2 separate regions of the Canis lupus genome follow, and region 2 is linked to region 1. Evidence: chromatin contacts called from public Hi-C data. All regions are on one chromosome and are shown on one strand. The core of a region is the stretch at or near the end of the contact, and the rest is flanking DNA. Distances in the headings are between cores, read along the strand shown. Region 1 holds the start of CASKIN2 (caskin-2). Region 2 holds the start of MIF4GD (MIF4G domain-containing protein).

Region 1 (7,103 bases), core at 2,853-5,352:
TCCTTAGGGGTAGAGTCAGGTACCTAGCAGCTTCCCTGTCCCCACGCCCTGAGGAGCCTCTCCTAGCTCAAGAATTCACTGTGGTTCCTGGGAAGGGGAAGGAGCAGGGTGACTCTTTAAAGTACCAGTTTCCTCTGAGAGGCAGGGCGAGGAGAGAAGGTCACCTCAAAGGGAGTTGGGCAAGGCCCTGTGGTGCCAAGGCACTGGGAGGGGAGGGTGTCCCGGGGAACCGGGAGCCAAGGCAGAAGAAGAGCCAGCAGTACCCATGGCCCCACTGGGGGACGCCCCTCTCCTGCCCCATACCCAGCTTCTCCCTGAAAACTGCTCCTAGGTAGGGGAAAACAGCTGCCAAACAGACCTGGCATGCCTCAACCCAGGAGGAGCCCTGAGAGTGATAGCGCCTGAGTGAGATAAGAAGCCTTCTCTGAGCTGAGTACTCAGGATAAGGGAGTCCAGGCAGCCAGCGCTGCTCAAAGCAGCCAGCCCAGCAGTGGGGGCAATGGGCCCCTTGGGCCTCCACTCAGGTGTCTTGATAGCTGCCCCTGACGCTTCTAGAAAGTTGAGGAATCCTTTAGGAAACCCCACAGTGCTCCTGGAGACTCTTGCCCGGGATGCTCAATGTCTCCAGTGGGTAGACAAGGGGTCACAGACTGATGGTAGAGGCTCTGGAATTTCCAGCTCCTTGTACCACTTCCCTGGGGTGGGGGGGGTGGGGAGGGGACACAGGTGCCTGGGTCCAGGAAGTCCTGTCAGGGGAGGACACCTCTTCCCTAAAAAAGGTTTAAAGAAAGCACTATGGAGTTCCCAGAAAAGCTCCTTAATGGTAGCAGAGCAGCACAAGAATGTGATCCCCTCCACCCCCAACAGGGTACAGAATGTATACAGCCAAGCCCTCTGCTGAGCAAAAAGCTGAGCGGATTAGATTGTACACCCCCTTCTTCCCAGAAAAGGCCCCCAGCTGGGGTCTGGCCATCAGGACTCACTCCTGGCTCCGCCAAGGAACAAGGCAAGTACCAAGGGCCAAGGGAACAAAAGTGAGGCTGCAAGAGGCCACTGTCCTCTACCTCTGCCTCCCTAGTTTCAAGGAACAATATTCACATTTTAAAAGGTCTGACCTCCAGAGGCTTTCAAAAATCAGGACCTCTAGGCTAACTTCTGGACAAAGAAGCCAAATTCCCTGATGACCCAGCAAGCATGTCCAAAAGATTCAGGTGTCTGCCCACGGGCCCACAAATGACACTTTTTATGCTTTATGGAGCACGTTAGGCAGCTCACCCACCCCAATGCCTGCTCTATGCCAGGCCACACGTGTTCATGACATTTTTTCATTCTCCTATCAACAAGGCTCGCTGAGGCTTCGCATGATTAGGTGACTGAGCCAAGGTTATGCAGCAAGAAATCAGCAAGGCATGATTGAAAACTACACCTGATATCTGGAAAGACACTAAAAAACTGAAGAACACCATGTTTGAGGAAAAAGTCTGAGGGGCGAGAGGGAGTCTTACCTCTATACTTTCTAAAACATTTCACTTTCCCCACTATGGGTGCTTATCACCTTTTTAATTTTCTAAACCAACAAGTCAGTTGGAATTATGGGCCTTTTTCTTCTTCTTCTTCTTCTTCTTTTTTTTGAGAGACACAGAGGAGAAGCAGAGACATAGAGGGAGAAGCAGGCTCCTCACAGGGAACCCGATGTGGGGACTCAATCCCCAGACCCGGGATCAGGCCCTGAGCCAAAGGCAGAGAGACGTCCAACTGCTGAGCTACCTAGGCATCCCCCCTCTTCTTCTTTTAACGAAACTATTTTAAAAGTTGCTAAGTGCTAAATTATTAAGTAATTAAAATTATATTATTCGGCCACCAAAGAGGCACTCCATTGACTTAAGGAAGAGTAGGGATAGGAGACTGGCCTCAGACACTGGAAACACTGTCCAGTGGGCCCCGCAGAGATTGACCTCTAACTTTGGAGAAGAGGAGTAGTAGCGGTCAGAGCCCCCAGAGCTAGGTTTGCCTTTTGACTGCCACCAGTGAACACTGTGGGCAGACCACTTAAGAACACCAAATCTGGGGATACCTGGGTGGCTCATGGGATGCCTGGATGGCTCAGTGGTTGAGCATCTGCCTTTGGCTCAGGTCGTGATCCCGGGGTCCTGGGATGGAGTCCCACATTGGGCTCCTCGTGAGGCACCTGCTTCTCTGCCTTTCTCTGTGTGTCTCTCATGAATAAATAAATAACATTTTAAAAAAAGAAGAAAACCAAATCTGGGGTGCCTGAGTGACTCAGTCGGTTGAGCGTCAGACACTTGATTTTGGCTCAGGTCATGATCTCAGGGTCCTAGGATGGAGCTCAGGGTCAGGCTCTGCACCCAGCAGTGAGTCTGCTTGAGGATTTCTCTTCCTCTGCCCCTCCCACTCCTGCTCATGCCCACTCTCTCTCTCTCTCTCTCAAATCCATAAATAACCCCATCATAAAAGAAAGAAAAAGAAAACCAAATCTGAGTGCTCGGTGCATAAGACAAGTAGGACCATCTCTCCCGGGACCCTTCCCATGCTTCAGCTCTGGAAGACACAGACTGTCTCCCTCAAAAGCCCTTCTGACCCTGGCTTCCCCCGGGGCTAGGCCACAGCTATTCCTACCGCTGCTCTGTTCTTCCCACCTGGGGCTTTTGTCTCCCTAACAGTATCATCCCACCCAGCTCAGCTCCCAGCTGGCAATCCCCTCTGCAGCCTGACAGAGGACTTTGAGTTGTAAACTCTGCAGAGGATCCCCAGAGCCCACATTAAGACGCCCCGCATCTGGCACATGGATCCCCAGGGGAAGGGGCACGGAGTCTAAGCCCTGCCCCCTCACCCAGAGTTCACCTTGTCTCAGGTGAGAGCCCGAGGCCGCCACACCGCGGTTCTCCTGGTTACAGTCAGGTCCCCCCACAGCTAAAGCTCAGCGCGCCTACAAACTGCCCGGCGAGGGCAAACCAGGAGCAAGCGTTGCACACTTAGTTCAGCAAGACGATATTTTCCCCTTCTCACCAAGTCCCATCGTATCACAGCGCAACCCCACCCCCGGCGTCGTGGAAAACACACCGGATCTCGATGCCTTCCCTTAAAGGTGTCCAAGGCCGCCACAGGCGGAGAAAGGCCCAGAGACCGAAGTCCCTCCCGCGGGCTTCCTGCGTCCGGGGATTAGGAGGCACAAAGGGCCGGCAGGGAGCGGGCCCAGATGGCAGGGGCAGGCTCTAAGCCGGCGAGGTAACGCGCTGCGGCCGCCGCTCGCGGAGAGCCGGCTACCTGAGCCGCGCGTCGCCAGCCACTCGGGCCAGGCGCCCTGCACGTGGGCCCAAGGTCCCGGGATCCCACCCCCGCCCGCGGTGACCTCCTGCACTCAGCCAGGCCGGGCACTTGTTTCCCCGTTTCCCCAAACCAACAGTACTAGGCAAACCTGGAGCTCGAATTCCGTAAACGCGGACGGATCAGGCAGGGAAAAGTTCCCAGCCGCACTTCCTACAGGTGTCTTTCGCCGGGACGAACGGAGCCCCGGGATCCAGGGCGACGCGCGCGCCGACCCGGGCACAGCCCTCCCCGCCCCGCCCGGGGAAAGCAGGGGTCCCGGCCCTCTCCCGCCTTCCCGCCCCGAGCGGAGGGCGCTCCGAGGGGGCGGACCCGGCTCGGTGTTTCCGGGCCCGCGCCTCACCTGGAGCCCCAGGCCGGCCCCCGCCCGAGGCCTCGGCGTTCCACGGCCCCCGCCGCCGGCTCCGCTCACTCCGCAGCCGGGCCACGGGCTGCTGGGCGGCAGACTCCTTCCTGCTCACCTCCGGCGCGGCGAGCAGGGGGCGGAGCCGCCGCTATTTACATAAAGGGCGAGCCGGACGGGCTCGCCGAGCCCCGGGCCCCAGCGGCCCCGCCCCCGGGCCTGGCCCCGCCTCCCGCAGCTCGGAGCCGACGGGGCGGGCGCGCAGCGAGGGCGCCCTCGGGGGGCGGGCGGCGGCCGCTCTCGGGCCAATCCGCGGTCCCGGGGAGCGCGGGGGCGGGGCCGCGCCGCCTGAATATGCACGAGGCGCTTAGGGCCCGCCCCTGTCTCACCTGAGCACACCTGGACTCAGGACGGCGCGCCGCGCCCAATGTCCTGCCGCGTCCGGGAGGAAATAGTCCCTGGGACGCGCGGCAGCCTGGCCCGCCTCCCAGGCCGGACCGCGGAGGGGAGCCGTCCCTCCCCCCGCCGGCCCCGAGCGGCCGAGGGAGGGACGTAGCCGGGCCTGCTCTTCCCGAAGACGCACAACCCAATCAGAGCGGGTGACCGGCGGCCACTGGGCCCGGTTTCGGGACCCCACGGCGAGGTGGCTTGGGGACGGGGGCGTTGCCGCCAGGCGCCTCCCCTCGGGGCGGGCCCCGAGCCCGGACCCCAGTCCGCCGAGTTGCTGCGGAGTCAAGAAGGCGCCCGAGGCCCCAAAGGACAACGGTGACCAGTTTTTAGCACAACTGCGGAGCGAGGTGGAGCGACGAGAGGCGGGAGCGGAGGAGGCGCGGAGGCCAGGGGTGCGAATGGCGCGCTCCGAAGCCGCTAGCGTTCAAGCCACACCGACATGGCGCCTCTCCGCCGCCCTTCTACCCCGAAGCGGGGAAGTTCAGGGAAGGCCCGATGGAGCGCCAGCCTCCTCCCCGTGGACGACCATTGAGAAAGCCAAGCTGATTAGGTCTGTGATTTCCTGTCCCCTGGGCGCAGGGCCTGAGGAAAGTGCGGGGTCGCGTTCTTGCCCTCGCGGGGACCTAGCTCCCGCACCAGAGAAAGCACGGTCTGCGGGTTGGCAAAGGAGGGGTGAGGGCCTGGAGCCTGCTCCACGGACATCGGGACTTGAGGGGTGGTGGCCTGAGGCTCGGGCAGGGCCGGGGAGTTTTGCACCATCTCCAGCCACAGCATTAGAGCGATCTATTTTTTAATGGCTTTGGCTTTATCGCACGAAGCAGGCACCCTCTCGATTAAAGGCACAGAGTCCTCTCTTCTGCCCCACCCCGCTGGGTCTCTGAAATCTAGTCCTGAGTTCCAAAGTATCACTGCAAGACAGCAATCTCAGGCCTGGGACTATGGAAGCCAGGTGGGGGGAGGGGAGGGGCATGGCTTCGTTCTCCTGCAAGCATCAGACACTCAGGGCCAAGGCCCAGACTAGCCCCTGAAGCTACAGGTGAGTCTGGGTATAGGAGGCAGCTGAGATGGTCCCTGAGAATAGACAGTCCAGGTCCCCCCGAGCAGGTCCCATGCCCTGCCAGAGCGGTGTCATTAGTGTTCCAGATCTCTGGGCAGCGTGAAGTCCCTGAAGCTGTAGAAGGAGATGTCTCCATGATCCACCAGGGCAAAGATCAGAGGAACATCCCCACTCTGGTAGGACAGCCGCTTGAGGGTACAGAGGTCTGGAACTGGCTCATCAAATCTGCAGGGATAAAGTTAGACAGAGAGGTAGGCACAGGCCGCCCATAAGCTCTGAGACCCCAGCCCTCTCAGGCTACCAGGGAGGGGGGAATTAGACAAGAGTTGGGAGTGCAAGAACCCAAATGGCCTCTGGACTCTCCTGTCTGCAAACTGCATGGTTCTAGTAAGTTCTCCAAGAGTGACCAGAGCCTTGGTTGAGTACCAGGGCTAGGAAGAGTGAGGTTCTTACCACTCATAGCCTGTGAATCCCTCTGATTCCCAACCCTTCTGCTGGGTGAGCCCTGCAGTAAATTGGCACAGGAGAGAGACTGCGCAAGATGCCAGAAATGAGGGCTTAGGACTTGGTATGCTCTGGTTCCTATAGTACTGACTGGCTGTGTGGCCTGCATCAATGACAGCTCTCTGGACCTCTGGTTCCTCTCAGATTGGCAAACTGGCTAGGGGTGGGGAGGAGAGGTCCACTTGGTTTACAAAAGAACTGGCAGCAGCCTGGGGGTAGGGTCACTGGTCTCGTACCCACTAATGCACATCCGGGCGTAGGGTTTGCCGGGGTTATTCTTTCGGAATGTGGCCACAGCATCGGCCTGATAAATGTCAAAGCTGATCTCCAAGCCCCCAGACTTCTCCAGCAGCCTGTGGACAGAGGAAGAAACTTTAAGAAACAGGGATCTTTCTCCTCCTCTCCCTTTTCTTTCATGCCCCGCTCTTTCCCTCCCACAGTTCCAGGAAGCAGCCTCATCCACAGGGATGGAGGTCCTGCTGTGAGGTGCCACTTGGGCAGGGGGAGGTTTGGCTGCCTACCTCAGAATCCTCAGGCTTAGTCCACCTCTTGCCTCTCATCCCTCCCTCTCCCCTAGACACATGAGACTCAGCCAGGCTGAGGGCCCTGGAATGATCCCCCAGCTCATGCCCAACTTCAGGAGTCAAGTCCCAGCTGCCAACTGCTGGCAGCCAAGGTACTATGGAGACAGGCACTACCTGGAAACTCACCGGGCACCTCCATCAGCAAGGTGTGTGGTCTGCAGCACAGAGATATGCTGAAGGGCTATGGCTGCAAGGACAGTGAAAATAAGGTGTTGGGGAGGGAAGTCAACCATCTGCAGACTCCTCTGATGTTTCTGAACCTGCCATCTAGTTTAGGGTTGCCAGACTTAGCAGATTAAAAAAAAAGTTATAGGTACGTCCCATGCAATATTTGGAGTATACTTATGGTGACATCTCCCGTGTTCTCATAAGGATTATAAAGAATCCTGAATCTGTTAATACCAATCTTGCCCTATTAGTTCCATTCTTAAACACACAGGGCATACAGTAAGCCTTCCTTTGATTTGGCCAGGAGATGACCTCTTGCTCCCCTCTCACAGAGCTGCGAGAACAGGGGACCACAGCTAGTCGGTGGCAGAGCTATCCACATGTATCTTGTTTATTATTTTAAGGATGTAGTTGTAGTTTCGTTCCCCCTCGCCTCTCCCTGGACACTGACTTGCCATTTCCACGCCTTCCCACATGGGTCCTTTTGCTGCTTTCCAGGAGAACAGACTGTCCTTATGGGTTCCACTCCCCTGGATAGCTCTCTCTGCCCCATCTTTCTTAAGCCTCAATTGGTTATGGCCAATCCATGCCCCTTTCAAAGTCTTTTGATTCCTCAGCTGCCAGGAGCCTGTGGGGCTTTGGCTGGGTGAGG
Region 2 (7,018 bases), core at 1,890-4,389, 220 kb after region 1:
TTGACTTTGAACTTATCTTTCCCGATTGCCCTTCTCTCATTTTCCCTCTCAATCCCACTTTGGTTCAGAGAACCTCAAAAACCTGCTCTGTGGCAGTGGAGCTGGAGTCATCAGCAAGACCCTCACGTACCCCCTGGACCTCTTCAAGAAACGGCTGCAGGTTGGAGGGTTTGAGCGGGCCCGAGCCACCTTCGGCCAGGTGAGCCATCCGCCTGCAGAGAGCTCTGAGCCCTGCCTCTCACCTGCCTACTGGGCAGCATTATCCCCCACATCCCGTCCCTGGGGGTCCCCAGACACATGGGAACACCACACACAAAGCCCTGTGCAGTTGGGCACTGTGGGATGATCCAGGTGAAGGAGGGTTCAGTGTTTGCTCTTAAAAAGTGTTCAGTTCAGGGCACCTGGGTGTTCAGTCGGTTAAGCATTCAACTCGATCTCAGCTCAGGTCTTGATCTCAGGGTTGTGAGTTCAAGCCCTGTGTTGGGCTCTGTGTTGGGCTCCACCCTGGGCATGGAGCCTACTTCAATTAAAAAAAAAAAAAAAGTGTTCAGTTTGGGACAAAGAATATCTTCACATAAGAAAGGTCCCTGGGGCTCCTGGGTGGCTCAGTTGGTTGAGTGACGCCTGGTTTTGGGTTGAGTCATATCGGGGTCATGGGTCGAGCCCCATGTTAGGCTTCATGCTTGGCGTGGAGAGTCTGCTTGTCCCCTCGCTCTGTTTCTCCCCTGCTCTCATGCTCTTTTTCAATTACCAATAATCGCGCCTCGGATAAACCTCATTGGCTACGATACTGCCACTGCGCAAAGCTCTCGTGCTCTTTTTCAAATAAATAAAACCTAAAGAAAAGAAAAAGGTCCAAAATACTACAGAACACAGAGACTCCCATTGATGCATGGGGTTTTTTGCTTTATTTTGTAGGGGTTTCTGGAGAGGGGTGGATTAAATCTGAGTAAATTACATTATAAAGGCACTAAAAGGGTTTGTCACTTACAGAAGCCCCAGTTTAGGTGGTTTTGTGATGTTACTAATAGTCATTCTTTAGTCAGTTTGGATTTTGCAAACCGAATTTTCACCTGCTCTTTTGGGGCGCCATCCAGTGGTGGGCTGGGGTGTAGCAAGGGTGAGTAACTGCAGGGCTTTCCTTCTAGAAGCTGGGAACCTGGGAAGTCTGGAAGCTGCAGGCCTGATACATACATGACAGGAGAGGAGTGGCGTGGAATGGGAGACGGGAGGGAGGGAGCACCCCGTATTTGGGGAAGAGAGGAATTGAGTTCCTTGTAATATATCTTTGTAGGAAGTTCAGAGAAGTCCCGTAGATAAAAACTAAGACTCACAGGTAGCCCCCCTGCACCACCCACCCAGCCTCCCTGCACCACCCACCCAGAGAACACACAGAACCTTTGGCTGTAGTTTTGTTTCTTTGCATAAACATACACGGGTACTTTGTATCAAATACAGGGTGTATACAAGGTTGTATGCCCTCCTTTTTCCATTTATGAACTTGTCCTGCAGGAATGGTTCAAATTTGCATAGGGAGATTCAGTGAGAGGCCAGGACAGAGGAGAGAGGCCTTGGTCCTAACAGACTGCGTGGCGGGTTTGGTGGGAGGACTGGTGGGGAATGAGGGCAGATTAGGGAGGGAAGTTGAGGCCAAATGGAGCAATGCCCTGAACACCAGGCTACAGAGCTTGGATTTTATTTTATTTTAAAGTCTACATCCAGCATGGGATTTGAACTCCTAACCCTGAGATCAAGAGTCCCATACTCTGGGACTGAGCCAGCCAGGTGCCACTTGATTTGTTATAATGTTATTGTCATCATGGGGGTTAGTGGAGATTTGAAGGTAGCGAGGTTTGAGGGGAGTTGAGATTTGGGGATGTGAGTCTGGCAGCAGCATGTGGCTAACTGAGGACAGACTGGGGCCCAAAGCCAACAGGAGTCCGATCCAGATCTACTGCCCAAGGGGGGACCAGGTGGGATAGGGGAAAGAGTCCTTTTTTAAAAGATTTTTTATTTCAGGGCACCTGGGTGGCTCAGTGGTTGAGCATCTGCCTTCGTCACAGGTCATGATCTCGGGGTCCTGGGATCGAGTCCCAAACTGGGCTCCCTGCAGGGAGCCTGTTTTTCTCTCTCTGCCTGTGTCTCTGCGTCTCTCTGTGTGTCTCTCATGAATAAATAAATAAAATCTTTTAAAAAATTATTTGAGAGAGGAGGAGCAGAGGGAAGGGCAGGGGGAGAAGCAGACACCCTGCTGAGCAGGGAGCCCGATGCGGGGCTCGAACCCAGGACTCTGGGGTCATGACCTGAGCCAAAGGCAGACGCTTCACCAAGCCCCCCAGGTGCCCCAGAAAAAGGTCCTCAGGAGGCCCAGTCAGTAGGAGCTCTGTCCAGTGCTGATTTCCAGGCACCTCACCTGTTAAGTCTGAATTACCAGGCCAGGGATCCCTGGGTGGCGCAGCGGTTTAGCGCCTGCCTTTGGCCCAGGGCACGATCCTGGAGACCCAGGATCGAATCCCACGTCGGGCTCCCTGCATGGAGCCTGCTTCTCCCTCTGCCTATGTCTCTGCCCCCCGCCCCCTGACTATCATAAATAAATTAAAAAAAAAAAAAAAAAGACTTATGAATTACCAGGCCACCTGGAAGAGAAAGGAAAGGTTAACTCCTCTGGCCTTTCAGCATTCATGGCTTTGTCCGGCAGGTGTTCATCGGGAGCTGTGACGTGCCAGGTGTGGGGCTGACCGAAGAGCCAGCGTGTGTGTGTGTGTGTGTGTGTGTGTGTGTGTGTGTGTGTGTGTGTGTGTCTGCGTCTGCTAATCACCTCTTCTGTCCTCTTCCCTGGCAGGTCCGCAGCTATAAGGGCCTCCTGGACTGTGCCCGGCAGGTGCTGAGGGAGGAAGGCCCTAGGGGCTTCTTCAAGGGCCTGTCCCCCAGCCTGCTGAAGGCCGCTCTCGCTACCGGCTTCGTGTTCTTCTGGTATGAGCTCTTCTGTAACCTCTTCCACCACATGAAGAAGGCGGACAGCTAGCCCCGGGGCAGGCAGGGCTGCCTCCAGAAGGAAGGCAGACTTAGAGCTGCTGCCCGCACCCGCTCCCCTCTCCCGGCGCCTGCTCTGCCGTCACTAGAAGGGCAAGGGCTTTCTCGGGGAGAATGCGGGACTCGATCTGTGGGGACGCAGCCACGCCAGTCAGAGGGCGCTGGAGCTGGTTTCTCTGTGAGGCTTGTGCTTGAAGTAGAGGCAGCAGCTGCCACCCTGCACTTCTTAGCCCCTCTGCCCAGACATCTGTCCGGGCTCTGGGGACTTCAGCTGGAGCCTGAGGGTTGGGGTTGGGCCCTTGGCGTGGCCCCGGTCCTCACGTGCGCTCATGGCCCCACCAGCTAATTTAACACACCCGAAGCTACAAGCACCTTCCTTATCTCACTCCATCTTCCCTTCTGCACCACATCCCTCCTCACAAAGTATGCAGGAAGGAACCCTTGCCTTCCTCAGATTCCATTTTTCTAAGCACTTGTATCCCTCACACAGCTTTGCTTCTGGCTCTGGGAGGAAGAACTGGTCACTTGATGCCCAGATCATCCTGTCTATGAAGTCTGGCTCAGGCTGTTCTCCCTCCCCTGGGTGGATGGAGCATAGCTGAGGGCCTCTGGGGAAAACATCCTGGCGGCTGGCAGGAAGTGGGCTGTGCTCATGGGCAGGACCTGTGGGTAAAGGGGGTGGTCTTTTTCACTCCTCTCCCCAGAGTAGGGGCGGGAGCCTTACAGCTGGGTCAGCTGGCATCAGCTGCCCACCCAGGGTCCCCCCTCCTGGGCTCAGCATGGTGCTATGTGTGTCCTCTGTCACCCCAGAGGGGCCCCAGCTCTGAAGCAGCCTTGTGAAGGCGGTGGTAGAAGGAAAGGCCTGGGCAACCAGCCTGCTGAGGGTGGTTGGTGCCAGGAGTGGGGGTTGTCAGCACGGGAACTCACGACAGCTACTCATCTGGGCACAGAGGAGAAACTGCAGTGAGGCGGTGGGGGAGACAGATGTACAGAACACAACCACCACCCTTTCCACCCACTCCGCACCCCCTGGGGAAGCCTGGCCTGCTGGCTTGCTCTACCAGGGGAGCCAGGATGGAGGAGCGCCAGAGCCCCCTGCAGGACTTCACCCTCCCCTCCGTGTGGGAGCAGGCCTGTGTGATGTCATAGCCTCTGGCCTGGGGCTTTATGACATATCTGAGACCCTGAATCCTGAAGCTTCCCTGCTCCTGGCTGCTGATTATGAAGGTCCAGGCTGTGGGTAGGGGGTGCTCCAACACCCACAGGGTTTGGGGCTGCAGGAAAGCAGCTACCAGAATGTATTAAGAAATTCCACTTTGGTGGAATGAAGTAAACTTTATTCTCTGCATGTGCTCGTGTCCACCTCAAGCAGCCCTTTTAACCGCCGTGGACAGGTCTGTGTGATGGGAAGAGGCACTGCTCCTCCAGCCCCTTCTGGTTGCCCTCGTCACCCAGGGCTGACCTCAGGGATGGCCCTCAGCTGCTGGGCCCGCGCCTCTTCCCCAGCCCCAGGCGCAACCGAGCCAGGGCCTGTCCAACTTCACGGTCACTCCCAGCACCTCCCGGCTGGCAGGCTGGCGGGGTGGGATCCTACTTGGGGGCTGGTCCGTTATGTTTTTTTTTTATTTTTATTTTTATTTTTTATTTTTATTTACTCATGAAAGAGGCAGAGAGAGAAGCAGGCGCCACGCAGGGAGCCCAATTCGGGACCCGATCCCAGGACCCTAAGATCATACCCTGGGCTGAAGGCAGGCGCCCAACCGCTGAGCCACCCGGGCGGCCCTGGTCCGCTGATTTTCAACCTGAGCAGTACGGTTTGTACTTGGAGGAGAGGGTGGGGGGACGATCCAGCCCTTAGGGGTCCCATTGCCTTCTCTCGCGCGGAAGGTGGAAGTGACGGGCCAGCCCTCCTTGTCCTCCCGCCGCCCCGCCCAGTCTCTTTCCATCCTGTTCTAACCTGAGCCCCGGGCGTGGGAGGGGGCCCCGCCGCCGGCGACCGAGGGCTTCCTCTGGGCGGAGGAGCGGGTCCGGCGCGGCGCGGCCGACTCGAGTGAGGACTCGCTGCGGGCGGCGTCGCGGGCCTTCCCGGCGCCCCCCGGACCTCGGGAGCACGCGCGGGGAGGACAGCGTCGCCGGGACTCCGGCAGGGGGCGCTGGCGGGGCGGCCCCGCCCTCCGCGCTGGCCCCGCCCCGCGCTGGCCCCGCCCCGCGCCGCGCTCGGAAATGACCTAAGCGGCGGCGAGGCCCGACCGGCCGCCCCAGCCCTGCAGCGCGGCGGACCGGGGGCGCGCACCATGCCCGTCGAGCGGCCTCTGGGCCCGCGGGCGCGGCGCCGGCCCGGCAGGTGGGTCCCGGCGCTCGCACGGCCTCGCCCGCCCGCGGGACCCCGGACGGCTGCGCTGCGCCACCCGGAAGGGGGTTCCGGGCTTGGGGAAGCCGCCCGGCTTTGGAGATGCCCGAGGTCGTCCTTGGACTCGGGGGGAGGCACCGCGTCCGGAGAGGGGACTCCAACGGGGACTGCCGGAGACGCGTCACCGGCTCCCCTCGTCTTTAGGAGGAAGGCTCCAGGATGGAGCTCCCGAGTGTGGAGTCCTGAGTGGGCAGGGTCGGGTTTCTGCCGCTCGGGAGGCCAGTTTACCCGGTCTGTCCCGGGGAGAAGTTGGCCCGGACCGGAGCGGATCAGCCCCGCACCCGCCCGCACAGGCCAGGCCGAGGGCTGCCGGCCGGGTTTGGGACTGAGGATTCTGACTACAGCCCAGGGATGAGTCGGGGCGGGGCGAGTGGAACCCTGCTGGGATGGACGTGTCCCGAGCCCTCGGCCCTGTCACTCTCTGGAAGTCGCGCTGGGCGAGCAGCTTCCAGGCGGGCTTCCGGAAAGGCAGGGAGCCGTCTGATATGCCCCCTACCAACACCCCCAGCGCAGTGCACCTCCCCCCAGCCTGGGTATCAAGAATAACTCTACCTCCTATGGAAATTGAAGGGTAGGCACGTCCACCTTCACCTCTTGTGTAACCCCAGAAGCTACAGGAGTTCTAAACAGCAGCAGGTGCCTGGCTGGTGCCCAGTCTCCACCAGAAGTCAAGCTTCCTGGGCCCTCAGCCAACCACCCAAGGCAATGGACTGGCCGGGAGCACCTGTCCCGAGCGCTGGCCAGCCCTGGCTAGCCCTGGCCGGGGCCTGCAAGGTAGAAACCAGGCCCTGCGCTGCACACCTGAGGCCTCTCCCTTCCCCTCTCCTTCCCAGGTGCTGTCATTAGTCCCTCCTCTGTAAAGAGCTGTGGGGGCTGGATGGTCATGGGGGAGCCTGGTAGAGAGGAGTATAAAATCCAGTCTTTTGATGCAGAGACTCAGCAGCTGCTGAAGACAGCACTCAAAGGTGAGCATGGGAGCCCTCCTGAGCTGTAGGGATGGGGCCAGTGGGATGGGCCTGGAGGTCTGAGCCTGGGAACATCCAACCCTTTGCTTTCTGAGAACAGGAGTCAGCAAAGTCACTCTTGGACGGCAGGACAAGCTACACTGAGGCCAGTAATTGAAAGAATGAATCATAGAGTCGCCTCTAGGGCAGCAAAGCCATTTTTTAAGGTTTAAGGACCCATGAAAGGGGGATGGAGCACAGAGAACGGAGTTCTTGTCTCCTAAGCGCTTACATTGGACCTGGCTTCCAAGTTGCCACAGCAGGTGGCCTTGAATGTGCAGAGCTGGCTGACTCGGGACAGAGGATGGAGCACTCTGCTTGGCAGAAGAGAGGCAGTAATTGTCCTGGACCAGTGCCTTCTGCAGCACTCAGAACAGAAGTTTGACTCAGCTAACAATTAGTAATGCCCATCACATGCCAAGCTAAGCCTGCTGGGGAGGCCCTGCCTGGCCCGCTCTTGTTAGGGGTTCATGTGTGTGTGTTGTAAGAACACTTTCTTCTGTGAAATTGCTGTCAAACACATCGTTATTCTGTGCTCCTTCCGCAATCTTAGTGCCAGGGAATGTGTGCC

The links. Hi-C and Micro-C count contacts between places; a contact is called where the count stands out from the background.
Region 2: a contact with region 1 is called in a Hi-C map of blood, with 3 times the contacts expected there. The contact joins the promoter of MIF4GD here to the promoter of CASKIN2 in region 1. A contact is called at or near these places in 3 of 9 Hi-C or Micro-C datasets (amygdala and blood).

Annotation. Positions count from the first base shown.
Region 1 is chr9:5,885,157-5,892,259 of UU_Cfam_GSD_1.0, forward strand. CASKIN2 (caskin-2) reads left to right here and starts at 4,103. Exons shown (of 21, transcript XM_038546612.1): 1 at 4,103-4,688. LLGL2 (LLGL scribble cell polarity complex component 2) reads right to left here and starts at 3,829. Exons shown (of 26, transcript XM_038546594.1): 1 at 3,689-3,829. TSEN54 (tRNA-splicing endonuclease subunit Sen54) reads right to left here. Exons shown (of 11, transcript XM_038546615.1): 9 at 6,410-6,470; 10 at 5,936-6,052; 11 at 4,912-5,420. The coding sequence ends at 5,270.
Region 2 is chr9:6,101,317-6,108,334 of UU_Cfam_GSD_1.0, forward strand. It overlaps MIF4GD (MIF4G domain-containing protein), which reads left to right and starts at 3,140. Exons shown (of 7, transcript XM_038546633.1): 1 at 3,140-4,427; 2 at 4,698-4,842; 3 at 6,277-6,408. The coding sequence starts at 6,321. SLC25A19 (mitochondrial thiamine pyrophosphate carrier) reads left to right here. Exons shown (of 8, transcript XM_038546623.1): 7 at 69-199; 8 at 2,843-4,381. The coding sequence ends at 3,025. It also overlaps the pseudogene LOC119873531.